Regions from separate parts of the Sus scrofa genome. Here all the other regions are linked to region 1. A link is a contact called in public Hi-C, HiChIP or PLAC-seq and promoter capture Hi-C data. All regions are on one chromosome and are shown on one strand. The core of a region is the stretch at or near the end of the contact, and the rest is flanking DNA. Distances in the headings are between cores, read along the strand shown. Region 1 holds the start of MAML2 (mastermind-like protein 2). Region 2 overlaps MAML2 (mastermind-like protein 2). Region 3 overlaps MAML2 (mastermind-like protein 2). Region 4 holds the start of MTMR2 (myotubularin-related protein 2).

Region 1 (4,527 bases), core at 916-3,415:
CAAAGAGACAGGCTATCAGGAAGTGAGAATTTGCATGGATCACAGGGCCAGAGGCACATAGTGTAGAAGAAAATAGAAATGTTGAAAAATTGGAATTAACTTTTGCGGGTATTATGATATACTGTATTATTTTATCATCATCATCAAGAGCATTGATTTTACATAACAAGAGTAGTTTGTAATTTATAAATCTGACATGTCATAAACTTTTTAGATCTGAGCATTTATTACTGTAGTGTTAAATGCTTTGTGTCAGGTAACCATGGATGGCAGAGATGATGAGGAAGACAAATAGACAAATAAAAAGGAATGCTTGAAAAAATTCATAGGGCTATACAGAAGCATTAGGGTTATAAGAGGGAACAGTTCCATAAAAAAGAGAAAGACAAGGAAAAAAGTAATGTTTATTTTATTGGCAGCTGGATGTAATTGACTATTTTCTCACTTGTCTGCTCCCATATTCAGATGAGTAGTTCTATTCACTACTCATTTCTTGGAGGTATTATAGGACTTAGACTCCAGCATGTTGATTGAAGTGTAATTACAGCCCTTGAGCTATTTTGGGGATAGTCTGGTTTCCCTGTAACTCTTTTCACACTTGATACTGAGGCAGCAAGCCCAGTGGTTAAGAGAGCATAGGTTTGAAATCAGTCTTGAGTTCAAGTCCTAATCTGTTACTTCCTAGTTAGTTTAATGTAAATAGTTTTGATTTTGATGAGCCTCAGTTTCTTCATTTCTGGGTGGAGTTAGTAATACCTCTCCCTCAGGATTTGGGTAGATTAAGGGAGAAATCAGGGAAGTACTGTGCCTGAAACTGAGTGTAAATAAATAGTAACTGATGTGAATGGAAATGAGGATGTGGATGATGACGTCAGCTTGAAATCAAATGGCCATAAGTTTAAATGTGTATAAAAGACATTGTAGAGGAGTGTCCTACACCATTAGAATATAGAATGAAAATTTATCAAATTCTTGCTTGACCAAGTTCTTAAGGTATGTCCCTATCTAGCATAGAAATCAAAGTTTATATAAGAGTTGCAGATTTGACTAAGGACTCTGTTATTAATCAAAACCCATGCTATTGCAGGACTGTACAGTGAATGGTAAGTTTTAGATTTAATTTTTTCTCTTTTGTCAAGTATTACTGCTGGATATAAAGTGTCAGGAGTGGTAGAAAGAAAGTAATGTCTAATGGATGCACCTTTAAAAAAATGTAATATGATCGAAACTCATTCACTTTTTAATGAGGAATTCTTTTTAATAGAGGGAATTCTCTATTCAAATTTGCATACCCAACAACAATATATTTCTGCCTTTCTTCTTGAGTGGTGAGGAACTTAGCCTTGGAAGAGACAGATAAAATATGTTCCAATGAAAAGTAGCAAAGTTATATGCCATCAGAATGCACTTGTTCCTGGTTCCAAACTAACATTCCAGGATTTGTGAAAATGAAATGGACCAATGTAGGCCAGCCTAAAGAGAACTAAACTATAGATAAATCCAGTCTTAAAATGTTTGCTTTGATTTTGCCCATTCATTTCTCTTCAACTCAGTTTGAAGTAGGACCGTGTTATTGAAATGGCAGAGTTGGTTTAGATTAAAAAAGCCCCATTGCTTGAGACCTCAAATTGAAATGACTTCCAAGTTAGGATACATAGAACATTTATGGTCCTGATTATAATAACAGTGTGCTCATCTTAATTTATTCTCCGTAACTGACAACAAACAGAATTCAGTATACTTTTGGAGACCTTAAAGGTAGGATTGTCTGAAGAGGGGACAACATTCAGTGTCTGAGATTTGGTTTGTGTTATTAAACTTCTTGAAACTACTGCTAACGGAATGATTTTCCTCATTATAGATGTAAATCGGACAGCTGTGGAGACCTCAGATCTTGCATTTTTGGTTCGTCGTAGGCAAACTTGTATTTTCAAGGAAATCTTTTTTTTTCCCCTTCTAGAACTGGTATTGGTAATTTCACCATGGTAGAGTATTTTATTTTTATTGCTACTGATTCGCTCGTAATCCCCTATTGACTTATCAGAGACGCACACCACAGGCGGGCAGGTAGACTGACACTCTCCTGCCCTTTAGGAGCTGAGGGTGCGAGTTCCTCTCCCCTCCCCCACCCTCCCCCCCTCCCCGACCCGCGCGCACACACCCTGTGTCTCCCTGACACGAATGAGCGTTTCCTCCGTGCTCACCCAACTCTCGCTAAGGTGCTCAGGGGTGTCATCGACAACATATTGAAAAATGAAAATGACATCCTCGGGGGCAAGGGCGGGGAGAACGGAGGTCTGCATGGGAAAATACATTCCCTGGGCGGGAATTTCTTCAACGTTTCGAGCTCGTGAAGTCGTCGGGTAGAGGCTGGGGAATTTCCCCAGCCTTCCCCCCTCCCCCACCCCCGAGCCCAGTCGGAGGCCGAGCTGCGCGCGCCGCGGAGATGCGCAGGCTTTGGGATTCACCTCTTCAGCCGCTGGGAGGCCCTCTGCGTTCCCCTTTCCCCGGCGCCGGCCGCCTGGCTCGCCCGTGCAGTGGCACCCGCCTTCCACCAGGGAGCCTCGGGCCAGCTCTCCCCCCGCCCTCCGCCCCCCCACCCCCCTCTGCAGCTCGCTGGCTCTCTCTTTCTCCCTCTGTCTCACTCTCTTTCTCTCCCTCTCCTATCGGAGCACAATGAAAGCCTGTGTATCGCCGTGACTCCGGGCAGCGGAGCCAGTGTCAGCCAAGCGGCGAACAACAGACGGGAAAGAGAAAGGAAAAGACCAGCTACTTTCTTTTCCATCTCTAAAGCGGAGCAATCCAAGAGGTAGAACCACATTGCTTATTGAGAGTCCAGACCCTCAGATCCACTGGCCGGGGATGGAATGTACAAAAGTGGACAGAAAAGTGGCTGGACATGACTCGGTGCAATTTGCTGGAAGTTTGTAAGTTTGACCATCGTTTGTAAATTACTCTCGGAAGAGTTTGTCTCTCTTGATACTGTATTAGAATCGAGCCGGGGGTGAGGAATAGAAACGTAAGCGGGAAAGGAAAAAAAAATGTGTTGAAGGATTCTCTTCTCAGTGGCTAGTGACTTCAGACTGCTTTCATTTAAGGCTGGGAAACCTTAGAGGGAATGAGGATTTTTACCGGTGATTGGATTAGCTGAAGAAAAAAGCATGGTCCAAAAGTCCAATTACTGACATTAACAATTGAAAAGCCGTCTCCCTCTTTGGGGAGAAGACAACATCCTACAGTACCCCCCCCCCCAAGAGGAGAAAACACCGGAGCGAAGGGAAAGGGAGGAAAAATTAAAAGCCAAAAGACAGTCTCTCTTGATTTTTGTACGTTTTGAGCATTGACTTCAAAAAGCGTCTGAAACAGCACTTTAAAAAAAAAAAAAAAAACCTGAGGAAAAGTAAATGCTGTGGGTTACATAGATCATGGTAGAAATGTGTTTCTCTGCAGAAACAACCCCATAAAGAATCTTCGGAAACAACTAGGTGAGGGGGGGGCCAGCTCTCTATTAACACCTCTCTCATTTCCCTTTGCTGTCTGTTTCTGTCTCTCGCTTGACCATCCCTGAATTCTTGCTCTACCCTCGCCCCCCCCATCTTGTGTTTACAAAGTACCTAGTGGCTCTTGTCAGCTTGGTGGGGGGAAAGCCCCCACTAACTCTGGCCAACTTCTCCAGAGCTGTCAAGTGCAATTAGAGTAAGTTGATCAGGGTTTGTTTCCCACTTAGCCTCTGCCATTGGTTTCCATTCTTTCTCCTCACCCTCTTTTTACTAACTCCCCTCCCCCATACCTTCTCCCCGTCCCCCCTCCAAACCTCTGAAGACCTCTATTCATGTGGCCCTGAACACTGAGCGCGCACATTGTCAAAAGCAGATTTGCCTGCAATAACCAGCCATTGCCTCCTTCCCCCTCACCATCCCAGAGGCAGCAATCATTGTGTCCAGTAAGATGGGGGACACAGCGCCCCCGCAGGCCCCCACAGGAGGGTTAGGGGGGGCCCCTGGGGCGGGGCTCCTTGGAGGGGGCTCGGTCACCCCTAGGGTGCACAGTGCCATAGTGGAGCGCCTTCGGGCTCGGATCGCCGTCTGCCGCCAGCACCACCTGAGCTGTGAAGGACGCTACGAGCGGGGTAGAGCTGAGAGCTCAGACCGGGAAAGAGAGAGCACCTTGCAGCTCCTGAGCCTTGTCCAGCACGGCCAGGGGGCGAGGAAGGCTGGCAAACACACCAAGGCCACTACCACTGCCGCCACCACTACAGCCCCTCCACCGCCACCTGCTGCCCCTCCTACAGCCTCCCAAGCGGCAGCGACAGCGGCCCCACCGCCGCCGCCAGACTATCACCATCACCACCAGCAGCACCTGCTGAACAGTAGCAATAATGGTGGCGGTGGTGGGATCGACGGGGAGCAGCAGCCATCAGCTTCCACCCCTGGGGACCAGAGGAACTCGGCCTTGATTGCGGTAAGGCACCTGGTTTTCTCCTGATTCTGGCTGTGGTCGTGTGGCCTTGGGTGAAGATGGAGCTGG
Region 2 (4,669 bases), core at 277-2,776, 350 kb after region 1:
TACAAAGAATGCATATTTGCTTGGGAGGGAGGGGCAGGGGAAGAGTGTTCCACAGAGAGGGGATGTGAGCATGTGCAAAAAATGTGAGGAGGAGAAAGAACTGTGAGTCTGGAGAATTTCAAGTGGTATCATATCACTATAGGATAAAGTGAAGAAAGGATGTGTTGAGAGATGAAGCTGGAGAAAGATTCAGAGGCCAGATCATGGAGGGACTTATCTCTATACCATTTGGGGAAGTGAGGACTTGATTCCAAAGGCAATGAGGAGCTGCAAAGAGTCTTAACCTGGGAGTGCAATGGGGAGGATGCATCCAAAAGGAAAGTTGTTTCATTTCTTTCATAAACACCAACCTTTGGGGGATGGGAGGTGGAGTCTCAACCTGAGGTCTCTGGATGGTCTAGGGATGTTTGGAAGATTTGTAAACTCCCTGAAACTGTAAACAAAATTGTGAGTTGTATGTGTACTTGAGAGGAGGGGAGGAGAGACAGAATCCATAACTTTGTGAAATCCTCAAAAGGCTCTGTTATCCAAAGAACAGTTTGAAACCACTGCTCTAGGGGCAGAAAGTTAACACACCAAGCAGAAATTTCAGGTCTGCCACAAAGAGGCCTTCTAAAGTTGAAGAGTTTCTCTTTTAAGAAAAATTTCTCATTCCTTCCCCTGAGTTACCAAACTCTTCCCACTCCACCCTGACCCACTGACGTTTTGTTCCTGGCCACTCTCCCACCTAAATGCTGCTTCCTCGCTCATGGAACTGGACTTCTGTGCCAACCCATAATAAGTGTCCATCCCAGAGGCTAAGAATAGACACAGTGTCCTGGTGACTTGAAAATTAGGTAACATCTGATGGATGAACTCTACAGTGACCACAACCTCATTCTAATCATTTGAACAAAACAGATTATAAACGTATGATCAGGGCTTCCCTGCAGAGTGGGGAAGATTCTGAGCAAGGGAAGAAAAATGCCCCATTAAATAGAAGAGAAAAGCAGCTACTGTTCGTAGTTGCAAAGGATAAAGAAAAATATCTATCTAAATACACCCTCCTGTGTTTGCATATTCTACCTTTCAACATTTCCCCTCCCCACTTCCCACCTCCCCAACAGGCCAGACAAGCTGTAATTCTCTCAAACTCATAGACTTTATTCCAGTCATTTCTCCTTAATATATTTGCCTGGATTTGGATATGGTTCTTTATCTTTTAGTTAGGTTTTGTGACCTTGTACAAGTCAAATCCTTGGCTCTTCTGGGAAGTATCTTCAACTGTAAAATGCAGTTGGATGAAAGATCTGTAAGTTGCTTTTTAGTTTCTGCTGTTTGTAATGGTAGCTGGAGTGGAGGGCTCTTGTAAACAAGCCTCGTGATAGATACTTCTTATTCTCAACGTGCCTGTTCATTCCAAGAATTTCTGAGTACTTTTCTCTAAAGCATTTTATCAATTTAATGTAAAAGACCAAAGTACTTAGCCTGATTTGACTAGGATAGCCAAATAGAGCAAGGGGCAGCAAATTTTTTCCATAGAGGGTCAGTAGCAAATATTTTAGGCTTTGTGGGCCATAAGGTCTCTGTCACAGCTATTCAACTCTGTCACAGTGTGGCAGTAGCCGCAGACAATATATAAATGAATGTGTATGGCTTGGTTCCAGTAAAATTTTATTTACCAAAAAAGGTGGTAAGTTGGATTTGACCAGTCAGGTCATGGTTTAGCGACCCTGCAAATAAATGACTGGAAACCTGAAGATAGCAGTGTTTTATCCCTTCCATCTTTCTGTTTAAAAGTTGTTTCCTGGATGATTTCCCAACTATTGTTTTGTTGTCATTGTCATTGTTGTGTCAAACAATAGCCTTTCGAGTATTTTAGCCACCCACAGCCACCTCACCATCCATGCCCCAAATAAACAACTTAAGTGGACCTGCCATCTTGTAGGGAATCTGAAACAGTTAAGGCAACTTATTTCTCAGGCATAGAGATAAATAAATGGCTTCATAAGTAGACAGTTCAAAAGATGAATAGCCCGGAGGAACAGTTGAGCAGTTAGTTCACAGGGACAGGGAAAGAAGAGGGAAAGGGGGAAAGAGACAAGCAGGGAAAAAAGAAAGATCGATTGAACGGCAAACCAGTTTGTGAGATCTACTGTACTAACTTGCCCAGCTGGGTACTTTATCTTGAATTTGTTTTGCAAATTGCAGATGCCTAGCTCTGGTAGCCAAGAAAAAGAAAGGGTAGTCATTCCAAGCCAAAATACTCTCATAGATCCCAAGGAACTTACATTACTTCATTTTTGTGGGGAAAAAAAAATCATTATATATCCCCCTTCCAAAATAAGTTAAGAGAAACAGAAAGCCATTTTACCCAGATACCCAGAACAAGACAAATATTTTTCAGGGACTTGTTTTCAATATTAAGAGAACAATACCTGCCTGATAACTGCTTGCTTTGTGAAACTTACTGCATCACTGTTCAGCTCACCAAACTGCTTTAAATAGTAAAACTGACTGAATTCAATGAGCCTTAACATTTCAATATACTTCAATGAAACCAGGGATATTTTTGTTTGCTGCTTTAGGACATGTCTAATTGGATCCCATTCTACTTTTGCTGAAATCAATCCTGCTTCACACAACCCTTTCATTCCATTAAAATGAAAGAAAGAGGCAATTCTGGCATTTTTATTAACATTTTTTTTTAAGATCTCTCACATATTGACCATGATTTACAGAACCATTTTATCAAAGTCAGAGCTAGGGGCCAGACCTATGCTCTGGTGTTTATTACTGAGATTTACAAGGTTTTCTTCATATGTACTCTTTCTTTAAACATTTATGCCTGAAATTTTAAAGAAGAGGGGATTGGTGAATTAGCTGTTAGAGCTGGGATAAGGGGGGTTGTTTCTAATTCCTAACTTGGATATTTTTTTAAAAGGACTTCAAACTGGCTTTAAGAGAAATATAGGTGATAACACAGAAAACAGCTAATTTGTCCTCAAAGAAAAAAAGGGGTTCCCATTTAAAAGAGTTCCAATGTTCCCTTAATTTTCTGCCAGATTTTTTAGACACAATTTGTGAGCTCATTGAGTTAGCACTTGCCAGGGTGATTCCTGGAAAAGATCTTAAGTCAATAAAGAAATTTGGTAAAGCATTTGTTTACCATATTTTCCATATATTAAAACATGCATCCAGCTTCCTATAAACTTATATCATCCTTACACTCTGCTGCTCCCTTGTGAACATGATGATTTGTCCCACTAAAAGGTTGGGTCATTGCATATATAATCTACCAGATGGTCTTGTGACTATCCTGGGCTCTTGGCCTTTTTAATCAATGGAAATTGTTGAGAAGCCAGACAGGAAAACTCAGGAGCCTTTACTCCAGCCCCTGCTATATATAGCAGAGGGGCAGCAACAACAAACAACAGATGCCCTTGCCTGCTTGCTCACAAGGGTGGGTGCGGAGGGGTGGGTGGGGAGAGAGTTGGTTCCTTATACAGGGTGAGGGTAGGGTCAGGTCCCAGGGTTGGGACAGAGAGGTGTCTTAGGTAGTCTGCCCTCCTCTTTGGTGGTGGTGTGTGCACAGAGCATGTCTATTACCCTGCTTTTGCTCTCAGCTCTTCACAAGCAGCAATTGGGTTTTTAATTTTTTGTATCTTCTTGCCCCTAATTTGTTCCAACTGGACATGTCGCAGTTATTTTTATCCCTTACAGTTTCTTTGTATTTTGTTGCCTGAGGAGATGTTTGTCCAGGTGCAAGCACTGCAGCTACTGCAGCAAAGGGTCCCAGGTCCCAGGTCCTATCCTGTCTCAGTCTCCTAACATCTTTGAGATCATTCTGAAAGATAAATTTTGTTTCTGGAGTCCAGTTGGAAAACTTGGAAGTATAGATAAACTGAGGAGTTTAACCAGCAGGCTGCGTGGTCTTTGATTCTCCAAGCCCTGAAGAATGCATTATACATAGTTGAGGCTCAACAAATACCTGTTGAATGAATGAATTGAATGAATATGAGTAGAGTGAAGATAGTTCTAAAGCTATGGCTTGATAATTGGCAGAACTTTATTAAAAGAATATAGACATGCTTTCATTGGTCTAGCTGTCTTGTGCTAGATAAAACAGGGATTAAAAAGTTTTAACTGTATTTAAGCACTAGGCATACTACCTTAACTCAGTGGCATAACCAATACTATAAAAGAACTTCAAAATCTTAAATGCACATACACTCACAGAAATGTGGGAAACTATCTATAAACACATATTAAATGTAAGTTTATATTAAATCCCAGAAGAATAGGATTAAAAGCCTATTGTGTAGGTTACCATCAAATATTGTAATTTATTGGTAGAAACAAACAAAAAAACACCAAAACTAAAAGATCATTCAAGTTCATTATTTGAACTAGTCTCTAGAAAATCGGGTTTTCTAGCATACAAAAGGCTGCATAAATAGAAATAGACTAATTCATTCACAATCACACACCACACATGCGCCTGCACACACACACACACACACACACACACACGCACGCACACACACTTTCCTCTATGGGCTGAGGATCTGCCATTTTTACCATGGCCTTTATAAGCTCTTGAGGAGAAAATCAGTGTTGAGGGAGAAACAGATGATTTCTATTAAGTCAAGTTCTGCATGGGCTGAGTGTAAGGCAAAGAGAGGCTGAA
Region 3 (4,512 bases), core at 1,592-4,091, 290 kb after region 1:
TCTTTTCACCTTTCACATGGTTGCTTTTGTCTTGTCAGCTTCTTGTAGAAAGATGACTTACTGCTTGGAAATTCAACTTGGCATTTTCTTTAGACCAAGTGATCTTTTAAATGTAGCCAACATTTCTTTTGGAGTATGACTCCATTTCACATAACACATCCTAAGATTGATGTTTACTAAGTTGGTTGTTTAAATCATGTTCGGAGCTTGGTTACATGGGCTGTTTCTTTGTCTCTGTCTCTCCCTCTCTCTCCTTTTTCTTTGTGCTTGACACAAAAGGATGGGGCCCCCAGGATCATCTGGAAATGGATCAGTGTATTCATGTGTGAGCTTTACAAAGCACTGGAGCAAAGGTGTCATTAAATGTTAGAAGTCATTCAATCACACCCATCTCTTCATACACAGTAAAGAAGGCTCTGTGTGGTAACTATCCATAAAGCTTTGTGTATTCATTCACTTCTTGTTTCTTGTAGGGGCTGGCTCCCCTCTACCACCACCGCTTTTTTTTTTTTTTTTTTTTTTTCCTTCTAGAAGAGCAAAACCTCCCTTAGAGGAGGTTTGAGATTAGCTTTGTTTTTTTCTGAATTTGCCTTTAATACTCAGCTCTTGTTTGGTGCTGAAAGTCACTAAAGTAATAGGTTTTTAAAGAGAGCTTCTGGGTTTAATTCTGATTATGTTTCCTTTCAAATGACTGAGGTTTTCCTAGTATCCATGATGCTGCCATGGGCTTGGCAAGAAAAAACAATGACTCTTACCTCCCCAGAGGGAATTAATTGTGTATCCTTAAGTATGTTTCTAGCAGCCTTTTCTAGGTATTAAATGTAGAAGTCGATTAAGACTTCAGTGTATTAGTATCCTGTTTGTCTTGAAATGTAAATGGAATTTATGAGCGTTTTGAAGCAGATGCCATCTGCTGGATAGTTAAGATACTGTAACCAAAAACAATGTGAAGAGAAAACAAATGGAACAGTATACCTTAATGAAGAGAAAGATTGCTAATTTAAGTCAATAGTATTTCCCAAGCCCCAGGTAAAGTGCCCAATGTCCCTGATTTATTGTTTGCAGTCCAAATGTTTCCATTTATTTTCTTCCTAATCTGAATATAGATACCCCTTCCTGTTCTTGCACAGTGCTAGATCCCCTGGACTTTTCACCTAGTTTTCCAATCATAAGAACAAACGTGAAATAAGTGCTCACCTTCAGAAAAAGGATAACTTTGCAATAATGCATTTGGGAGTGCCCGAAATTAAAGCCAGAGATAATATAAGAGAAAAGGAAAAGAGAGAGAGAGATGAAATAGTGTTATGTAAGAATAAAAGGTGGTATATCAAATTAAAACCACATATAAGACATAAATATAAGCTAAACAGCTAATTCTTCCTCCAAGGGACCGTGAAAAGATCAGTCTCTACCTAACACCCCCTCGTGGCCCACACCATCCCCTCATTAGATGAGTCCATGGTAAAGCAGACACTCAATCCAACCTCTCTTAGAAATTGTAAATTACAGTCCCTTTCTGTGGAACTCCTGTTGATGCTGGCTTCCAGCCTGGGCTCCTCCTCTGATTATCTGAGCCAGTTGTTTCACCTTTTAGGGACTCAGTGTCCTCTTTTATTAAATATTACTTAGTGAATTTTACTGTCCGAGTGAGCTCTTTTTAAAATTGAGATGCAAATTAGTACTATATCCAGAAACAGCAGCCCCTCAAAATATCCCCATCTAGAGCTATAACTTCGAATCAGGACAAGTCAGAGTCCAGGAAAAGTGGAAAAAGCTCCTAGGAAGTAAGACATTTCCGAACTTCAGTCTGCATCTGGCTGGAAGCCCTCTGTGGAGTTTTCAAGGAGAGACCCCTACATGGCTCTAAGATGGTTCTTTTTTCTCCCTCCTAATAGAGCATAAAGCAGTAAAAGCGATGCCATACCTCTCTCACATGAAGCGCTCTCAATACGAGGGCGCCCACGTGGTCGGCTTCAGGTCTGAGCCACAGATCCACATATATGGCTAAAGGGAGGGAAGGAGCAGACAAAATACCAAAGCGATGAAGAGAGAAAGAAAAGATGTTCTGCGAACATCTTCATTGTTTGCCCACATGACTGCCTGGTATGTTAATGTCTCGCATCAGCCTCTGCTAATGAGGATGCTGCCCTTACTTCCCTTGCAGTTTATAAATGGAGTGGCATTATGTAATCACCCTAATGAGGTAATAGAAACATAAGTACACAGGAAAATTTGATAGGGTTTCTCCTAATTCGCCCTCTGCTGTGTCGGTCACCCCCCATCCCATTAACCCTCCCTCTCCCCTCCGCCCTCCCCCCCTCCAACTGGCTGAATCTCTGGTCCCAGAGGACATATTGTTGGCTATTATTTATAAGAAGTCTCTCTCCTCTTGGCAGGATATAGAACAGCTGCTGGTCTATTCTCTGCCACAGAGACCAACTTCCCTCTTTTGCCCTGGATGATTGGAAGAAAGTCGGGGAGAAAAGCAATTTATAGTTGTGTTACAGCACCTCTATTTTCTTTTATGTTTATTTATATTGCTTCCATTTCTGCCTGGGATTTCTGAGATAATCAGGATCACTCTGCTACAGAATTCTCATTTGGGGAGGCTCTGGTGGCAGTTGATGGCATTTTTCTTCATTGAGTCAGACATTTTAGAACTCTGGGCTAGAGGAAACTGAGCATTTCTACTGCGAGAGTTTGAGAATCAATGTGGTGGGGTTTTGTTCTTGTTTTTGTTTTTTTCTGAGAAACTGATGGCTGTGTTTGATGTTACATGAACCATAAATGACTCTGAATTCCTCAAGGGAAGGCACCTTGTCTTTGTCAACTTGCCGCCCACGGGGTATAGCACAGTACCTGCTTGGTAAATGTTTGCTGAATGAACTGAGTGGGGTTCGGGTTTGTCCGTCCTTTGATGTCCACGTCTCCGACAGACCAGCCCCTAAGCCTCAGCCCGGACTTCCAGGCCAGACAAGCCCATGACCCAACGTGGGCCTTTTCCTGAGATCTTTTGTCCCGCATTATTTTTGGCTCTGGGACTCATCCTGGTCAAAGAAGCACAAGAGCTCAAGATTTCAAAATCTAGGCTAGGTCCTGAATCTTCAGAGAGACCTGAGCCTCTCTGGAAGTGGAATACAGGGAGAATTTCTTTGTTCTTTTAGGAGTCGAAGGAAATCCCAGAGTAGGAAACTGGCCTGGGTCCCGAGATCCAGACAGGCCAGACGCGGACAGTCCTTGGTGAACAGAAAGGAGTCACGGTCCAGCATTATGGGTTTTCCTCCTGACCAAAGGTTTGGGACTGAGCTGGGTTGGCTGCTGGTCAAGGCCATGTTTAGGGAAGTCTGGAGAAGCAGAGTGGAGTAGTTAAATCCACTCTGGTGAACAGAAAAGTATCACAGTCCAGCATTATGGTTTCTCCTCCTGACCAAAGGTTTAGGACTGAGCTGGGTTGGCTGCCGGTCAAGGCCATGTTTAGGGAAGTCTGGAGAAGCAGAGTGGAGTAGTTAAATCTGAGGTGATGGGGTGTGTCCAAGGGGAGATTGACTTCTGATTCCCTTATTTATCTCTACGTGGAAACAGCTTAGTCAGTATTAATAATAGCAAGCTTCCTCTGCAGACCAGTCAGCCCCCTTCCTGGAGGAGACTAGGAAAGCTGGAAATTGCTACGTGGCAGGTGCTCTTGGTAAGGGTTTGTGAGGCACCTTTAGATTTCCCAGCCTGTGTTCCTAAGTGTGTCAGAAGCATCCCGAAGGACCTGAAGGATCTCTTTATTGCCTCTGCTACCCCGCAGCCCACCCAGTGCGTACCTAACGAATGTTCCTGACAGACATACGGAGATTATGATTAAAAAGGATATACTAGGTGCTAAAGCCACTGAGGTGTCCGCCTTTCTGATAATTTTCAACATTTTGCAGGCAACATAGAAAGAATAATAATAGCTGTGGTTTATTGAGTGACAGGCACAGTGCTTGTCACTTCAAAGACATTATTTTGTCTCGTAATCTGGTTTCTAAAGGGAATCATTGGAGACAGAAAATGTCACAGTTCTCACTTTTGCCCAACTGTGAGCCAAGGCCTTCAGAACCGGGAGAGGAAGCTGGTTAGGTTGGCTCAGAGAGTAGCTAATGCCTTCTCTGGAGAAAGAATAAGTCTGATACACAGAGAGATCCAGGTAAATTTTTGCTTTTTTTTTTTTTGGCCCTTCACTATATCCCTGGTTATCCTGATTGCTCCTGGGTAGTTGCTTGTTAACTCGGATTTTAATTGGCAGGCTTTCAGGCATCGTAGGAGATGGGGAGCCAAGAGCGCCTTCATAGAAGATGGTTGTATGAAGCTTTTGGTGGTCAAGGCCATGTTTAGTAAAGACTGGGCAGAAGCGGATTAAATCTGAGGCACTAAGGTGTGGCAAAGAGGAGATGGGCTTCTGATTCCCTTATTTGTTTCCATGTGAAAATAGCTTAGTAAATATTAATAACAGCTAACTATTATCAAGGTGCACACCACAGTAAA
Region 4 (4,504 bases), core at 1,503-4,002, 400 kb after region 1:
TATTGTCTGCCATTCAGTGACTGTGCATGAACTATGCATTTCTTGTCTACCATGAGGACAGAATTGAGAACAGATGTTTAGAAACTTTAATGTGGAGTATGAAACTTTTATAAAGTAATTTTTTAACTGTTAAATATAAGAAAAAAATTCGGCCTTGTATTTTGCACGCCTTTGGTTTTTCTTAAACTTTGTTTTTCTAGTAATTAATTTTTCTTATAATTTACAAAAGCATTGTTGGTGATGGTTTGGAAATTAAAAAACAAAACACTGGTTATTCCCATAGATAATATGAAAAACACAGGCCTAGATTTCAAGTAAGAAAATAACTTTTGGGGAGTTCCCATGTGGCTCAGTGGTAAGGGACCCAACTAGGATCCATGAGGACAAGGGTTTGATCCTTGGCCACACTCAGTGGGTTAAGGATCTGTCGTCGAGAGCTATGGATGGTATAGGTTGCAGATGTAGCTTGGATTTCGTGTTGCTGTGACTATGGCCAGCAGCTGCAGCTCTGATTTGACTTGTGGCCTGGGAACTTCCATATGCTGCAGGTGAGCCTTAAAAAAGAGGAAAAACGACAAAATAACTTTTGGCAAATTGGGAAGGTCTCAAGCTAACCATTTAATAGGTGAGATGAGCCTAGACTGTAATTTAATTATAATGATAATTCCTGAATGACTTGGGATAGGCTAAAATGTTGTTTTAAAAGATGAGAAAACTGTGGTGCAAAAAGTCCTAATTAAGTTGACTTTTTGGTGGTACCTGACATAGCAGCCTACATGACAGAAAAGAATTCTGCACTAACTTAATGTGTAGCTGAGACCAAAGTAGTCTTTGTTGTTCACTCTGAGAAGTTACTGTTTTATTATTTAGGTTAGAAGTAAAGCAATAGAGAGTTCCTGCTGTGGCGCAGTGAATTAATGATCCATTGGGCTTGTCTTTGTGGATGCTCCATTTTGATCCCCAGCCTGGCACAGTGGGTTAAGGATCCTGGGTTGCTGTAGCTGTGGCTTAAGTCACAGCTCCAGCGTGAATTCAATTCTGGCCCAGGAACTTCCATATCCTATGGGTGTAGCCAAAAAAGAAAGCAGTAAAGCAATAAGTTCAGAGGAAGAACATAATAGCATAATATAGCATAATAGGATCTGAGAGCAACGGATCCATTTACCGAACCTACTGTGCAACCAACTCTGTGTAGAGGAAAAAAAAAAAAAACATTATATGGGTATTTTAATTCCTATTTTAGAAATGAGAAAACTAAGTCTTGGAGAAGCAATGAAATCAAAATCATAGAGCAGGTATGTGAAAGAATCAGGATTCCATTTCAGATTTGTCTGGTTTCGAAGTCTTTACACTTAACATTATTGTTCTTTATTAATCATCAAATAAACACATACACAAACTATTATACTATCAGGCAGATGGTTTCAAGCGCTCTGTGAAGGCAATGCTGCTAGAAATTAACTGAGTAGTAGAAAGAATATGGGTCTACTATTTAAGGATTTAAGTCCTTACCAAATTTAGCTTGGAAAAATCTATGTCAAGGTATAATGTGACAGTGAGCCAGCATTTTGGAGGGTAAGTAGGGGTGGAGAAGCAATAAGCAGATTCTTTTATGACTCATTGTAGATGTTTATGCTTGTTAAGAATTCTCAAACACCTCTTCTCTTTGCCTATCAGTTAAGGTTAAGAAATACAATTAAGATCTCTTTACAAATGAGATCTCTTTACAAATGCCATCCTGTCCCTGCCAAGCTGGAAGAGAAAGGCCAAGTCTTTTTGCTTAAATGTATGTTCATTCATATTAATAAACACCCTAGTTTATGTGGAACACAACCAGGCTGGTGGTTTTTCAGGGGAATGTACTCGCAAATTCGTATTTCACTGGCCCTACACTTCAAGATTTTCTTAAAAACATTAGTTGTCAGTATACATTAAATCTAGTTTAAATCAACATAATGCCATTTATCTTAGCAGGGAACTGTTTTGTTTATAAAATGACTGGCTAAATTTTTACAAAAATAATCTTCGCATATTTTTATACCATATACGTCAGGTGATGGAGACTCAGTCTCAATCAACAAAATTCTTTTTGGTATCCTTTCTATGTCCTTCCTTTATCCTCTGTAACAGAAAATTACCAGCAGAAGCATTTCCCCTTCACCCAGTTCCTGTTCTCTTATCACAGTTCTATTACTCTCCCCTCCCTTCCTGCCCTGCCTGGGAATTTGAGAGGGCAGGGAAAGATCCCTACAAGTTTGCCCTCTATCCGACACCACTGCACCCAGTGGTATATGTGTCTAATTTTTTGGTACATTTAACAATTCCCTCCCCATTTCCTCTTCCCATACCTTTCTGTGTGGACAATGGATTAATTCCAAAGTGATTTTTTCCTTCAGATACTTCTAGATCACACAGACTTCAATTCAAATCACAGCAGGGCTTAAAGTTTCAGCTTCTTTTCTAGTGCCCTCTCTACAATGCTGGCTCAGGGATGCAATGGAAATAGAACGATGAGCATTAACTTTTTCCCCTACTTGTCATATATTTCACATTACCCTCTCACATCAATCACGTCTTACTTCTCTGCCCCCTGCCTATAGCTTCCCTGCCTACAGCTACCGTTTTTGAAGTGGTGCTACAAACTGTTTATACATATTAGTCCATTCCATCCAGTAACAACTCTTACGAAGTAGGTAGTGATATTAGCAGCTCATCTCCTTCACCTGCCTTTCCCCCCCGCCCCGTTACTGCGCAAGTGCGCGAGCCGCGTCAAAGCAGTCGACCGAGGGGCGCCGCGGGGTCCGCCGGCTCCCCGGCAGCCCCCGCGCGCGGTGCAGGCTGGGGGAACATGGCCGCTTCCGGTCTCCCTCCCGGGCCGGCGCGGGCCTGACCGCGGTCCTTCCCCGACGCACTCCACCCTCCGCTCCTTCTGCCCGGTAGCCGAGAAGGTCGCTGCAGCTTTTTCCTCCCGCTATCCCCGCCGAGCCATGGAGAAAAGCTCGAGCTGCGAGAGTCTTGGCTCCCAGCCGGTGGTAGCACGGCCGCCCAGCGTGGATTCCCTGTCCAGGTAACCGGGACGCCCAGGGCCCCGCCTAGCGTCCGAGGGGGATGGAGAGGGGCCGGGGATCTGCTGGATGGTACCCCAATTCTGGATTCTGGTTCAAGAAGGCTGCGCCGGAATTCCTTTCCTAGGACTGGAAACCGCTTCTTCCTCCCTCACTGGGGGTTGGAGACTGGGAAAGAGGAGATTAAAACTCATTGCTTCTTTATCAGTCCCACCCCCATATTCTCATGTCGTTTTATTCGCAGTTGCAGGAGCCATTCCTTTGCTTTCTCTGATCGCTTATTGCCTCTAAATTCATTTCTTGGAACAGCCCTTCCCCCAGCTCTCTCCCCTTTTCCCTCATTTCCTCCCTGCCTTTTTTTTTTTTTTTTTCGTCTCTTGACCACTCTTTCCAGAACCAGCCTTTAGTTTTTCTTTCATCCGTCGTTTGGTTTTTGGGTTCTTTCTCACCTTTTCCTCACTTTCCCTTCTCTTATTTTATTTTATTTTTTTTACAGTTTTCCTTACACTCCAATCTCCATCCCCCCAACTTTGTTTTAAATGTAAGTAAAAATGCCCCACCGCTGTGCGTTTCTGGTCTAAATCTTACAGCTGAAAGTCATTATTCCTGATTAACTGATGAGTGGTAGTTTTCTCCCTTCTTGGGCCATCGGTTCTCCAGGTTATTTCTCATGTACTAAATGGGATTTTTTTCCCCTGGAATTTTGAGCAGAATTTTAGTATGCAGCTTCGCAGGGAGCTGTCGTAAATGTTACATATGTATGTTTCTGATGCAGTTTTTTTCTTTGGGTTTTCAGATTGTGATTTAAAATTTTATTAGGAAATTAAAAAGATTTGTAATTGTTATATAGCCGCAATGAAATCAAATTATTTTCAAGAAATAGTTATTAGAGAGTTACTAAGCCATTGTGTGAAAACATAATTTTCTTTTTTTTCCTTGTGAGTTGAAGTTGTTGTGTCTCATAATTCATTTTGGACTCTGCTAAACCTGCGTGATACTACCACTTTTTTTTCCTGTTGCTGTTCAGGAACTCATAAGCTGGTCCCACCATTCTAAATTAGATTCTTTTCCTATACTGGTTAATAGCAACCTGCCCAGCTATCTTTCAGCGTCCTTAACAAGCAGAGTGTAATTGCTGGTTTAATTGTCTTCTCTATTAGGCTATAAACTACTGAGGATGAGGAGTATATCTTATTTATCTTCATATCACCAGCATTTAACAGAGACCCTGTCTGTCAGAGATGCTTATTAAATGCATTTTTGAATTTGTAGATTGAATACCCAGGAGAGAAAAATTTTTCTTTGTGTGATTATGTATAGTGTATACTTGTTTCAAGTATTTTTCAGGTTTATGTTTATTACTATGAAATCTAGAAAGCTGGGGATTATACTCAGCTGTCAAATCATTCAGGAAACAGGTTGGAAAATTATAATTTTAT

The links. Promoter capture Hi-C pulls out the DNA fragments that hold promoters and counts their contacts. A called contact is a pair of places that touch in the nucleus more often than the background predicts. HiChIP or PLAC-seq counts read pairs in DNA pulled down with a chosen protein or histone mark.
Region 2: a Hi-C map of omental adipose tissue shows a contact between it and region 1, with 1.7 times the contacts expected there. The contact joins the enhancer-like site here to the promoter of MAML2 in region 1. A contact is called at or near these places in 3 of 5 promoter capture datasets (fetal liver, fetal skeletal muscle and liver), 6 of 47 Hi-C or Micro-C datasets (embryonic fibroblasts, heart right ventricle, mesenteric adipose tissue and 3 more) and 2 of 2 datasets of contacts at active chromatin or transcription factors (alveolar macrophages and skeletal muscle).
Region 3: a promoter capture Hi-C map of liver shows a contact between it and region 1, with 16 times the contacts expected there. The contact joins the enhancer-like site here to the promoter of MAML2 in region 1. A contact is called at or near these places in 5 of 5 promoter capture datasets (fetal liver, fetal skeletal muscle, liver and 1 more), 18 of 47 Hi-C or Micro-C datasets (alveolar macrophages, blood, embryonic fibroblasts and 11 more) and 2 of 2 datasets of contacts at active chromatin or transcription factors (alveolar macrophages and skeletal muscle).
Region 4: an H3K27ac HiChIP or PLAC-seq map of alveolar macrophages shows a contact between it and region 1. The contact joins the promoter of MTMR2 here to the promoter of MAML2 in region 1. A contact is called at or near these places in 3 of 5 promoter capture datasets (fetal liver, fetal skeletal muscle and liver), 7 of 47 Hi-C or Micro-C datasets (embryonic fibroblasts, heart right ventricle, liver and 3 more) and 2 of 2 datasets of contacts at active chromatin or transcription factors (alveolar macrophages and skeletal muscle).

Annotation. Positions count from the first base shown.
Region 1 is chr9:28,370,620-28,375,146 of Sscrofa11.1, reverse strand. MAML2 (mastermind-like protein 2) reads left to right here and starts at 2,165. Exons shown (of 4, transcript XM_021102335.1): 1 at 2,165-4,461. The coding sequence starts at 3,949.
Region 2 is chr9:28,023,693-28,028,361 of Sscrofa11.1, reverse strand. The region is part of intron 2 of MAML2 (mastermind-like protein 2); the gene reads left to right. Among named protein-coding and RNA genes, the nearest start is that of MTMR2, 52 kb to the right of the region's middle. Within about 2 kb of position 1,526, at least 15 of the 83 cell types and tissues checked have an H3K27ac peak or open chromatin away from gene starts, as enhancers often do. A contact at or near this core is called in mesenteric adipose tissue, omental adipose tissue, retroperitoneal adipose tissue and 1 more, where this site is marked.
Region 3 is chr9:28,078,245-28,082,756 of Sscrofa11.1, reverse strand. The region is part of intron 2 of MAML2 (mastermind-like protein 2); the gene reads left to right. Among named protein-coding and RNA genes, the nearest start is that of MTMR2, 110 kb to the right of the region's middle. Within about 2 kb of position 2,841, at least 33 of the 83 cell types and tissues checked have an H3K27ac peak or open chromatin away from gene starts, as enhancers often do. A contact at or near this core is called in alveolar macrophages, fetal liver, liver and 5 more, where this site is marked.
Region 4 is chr9:27,972,696-27,977,199 of Sscrofa11.1, reverse strand. It overlaps MTMR2 (myotubularin-related protein 2), which reads left to right and starts at 2,752. Exons shown (of 16, transcript XM_003357252.4): 1 at 2,752-3,067.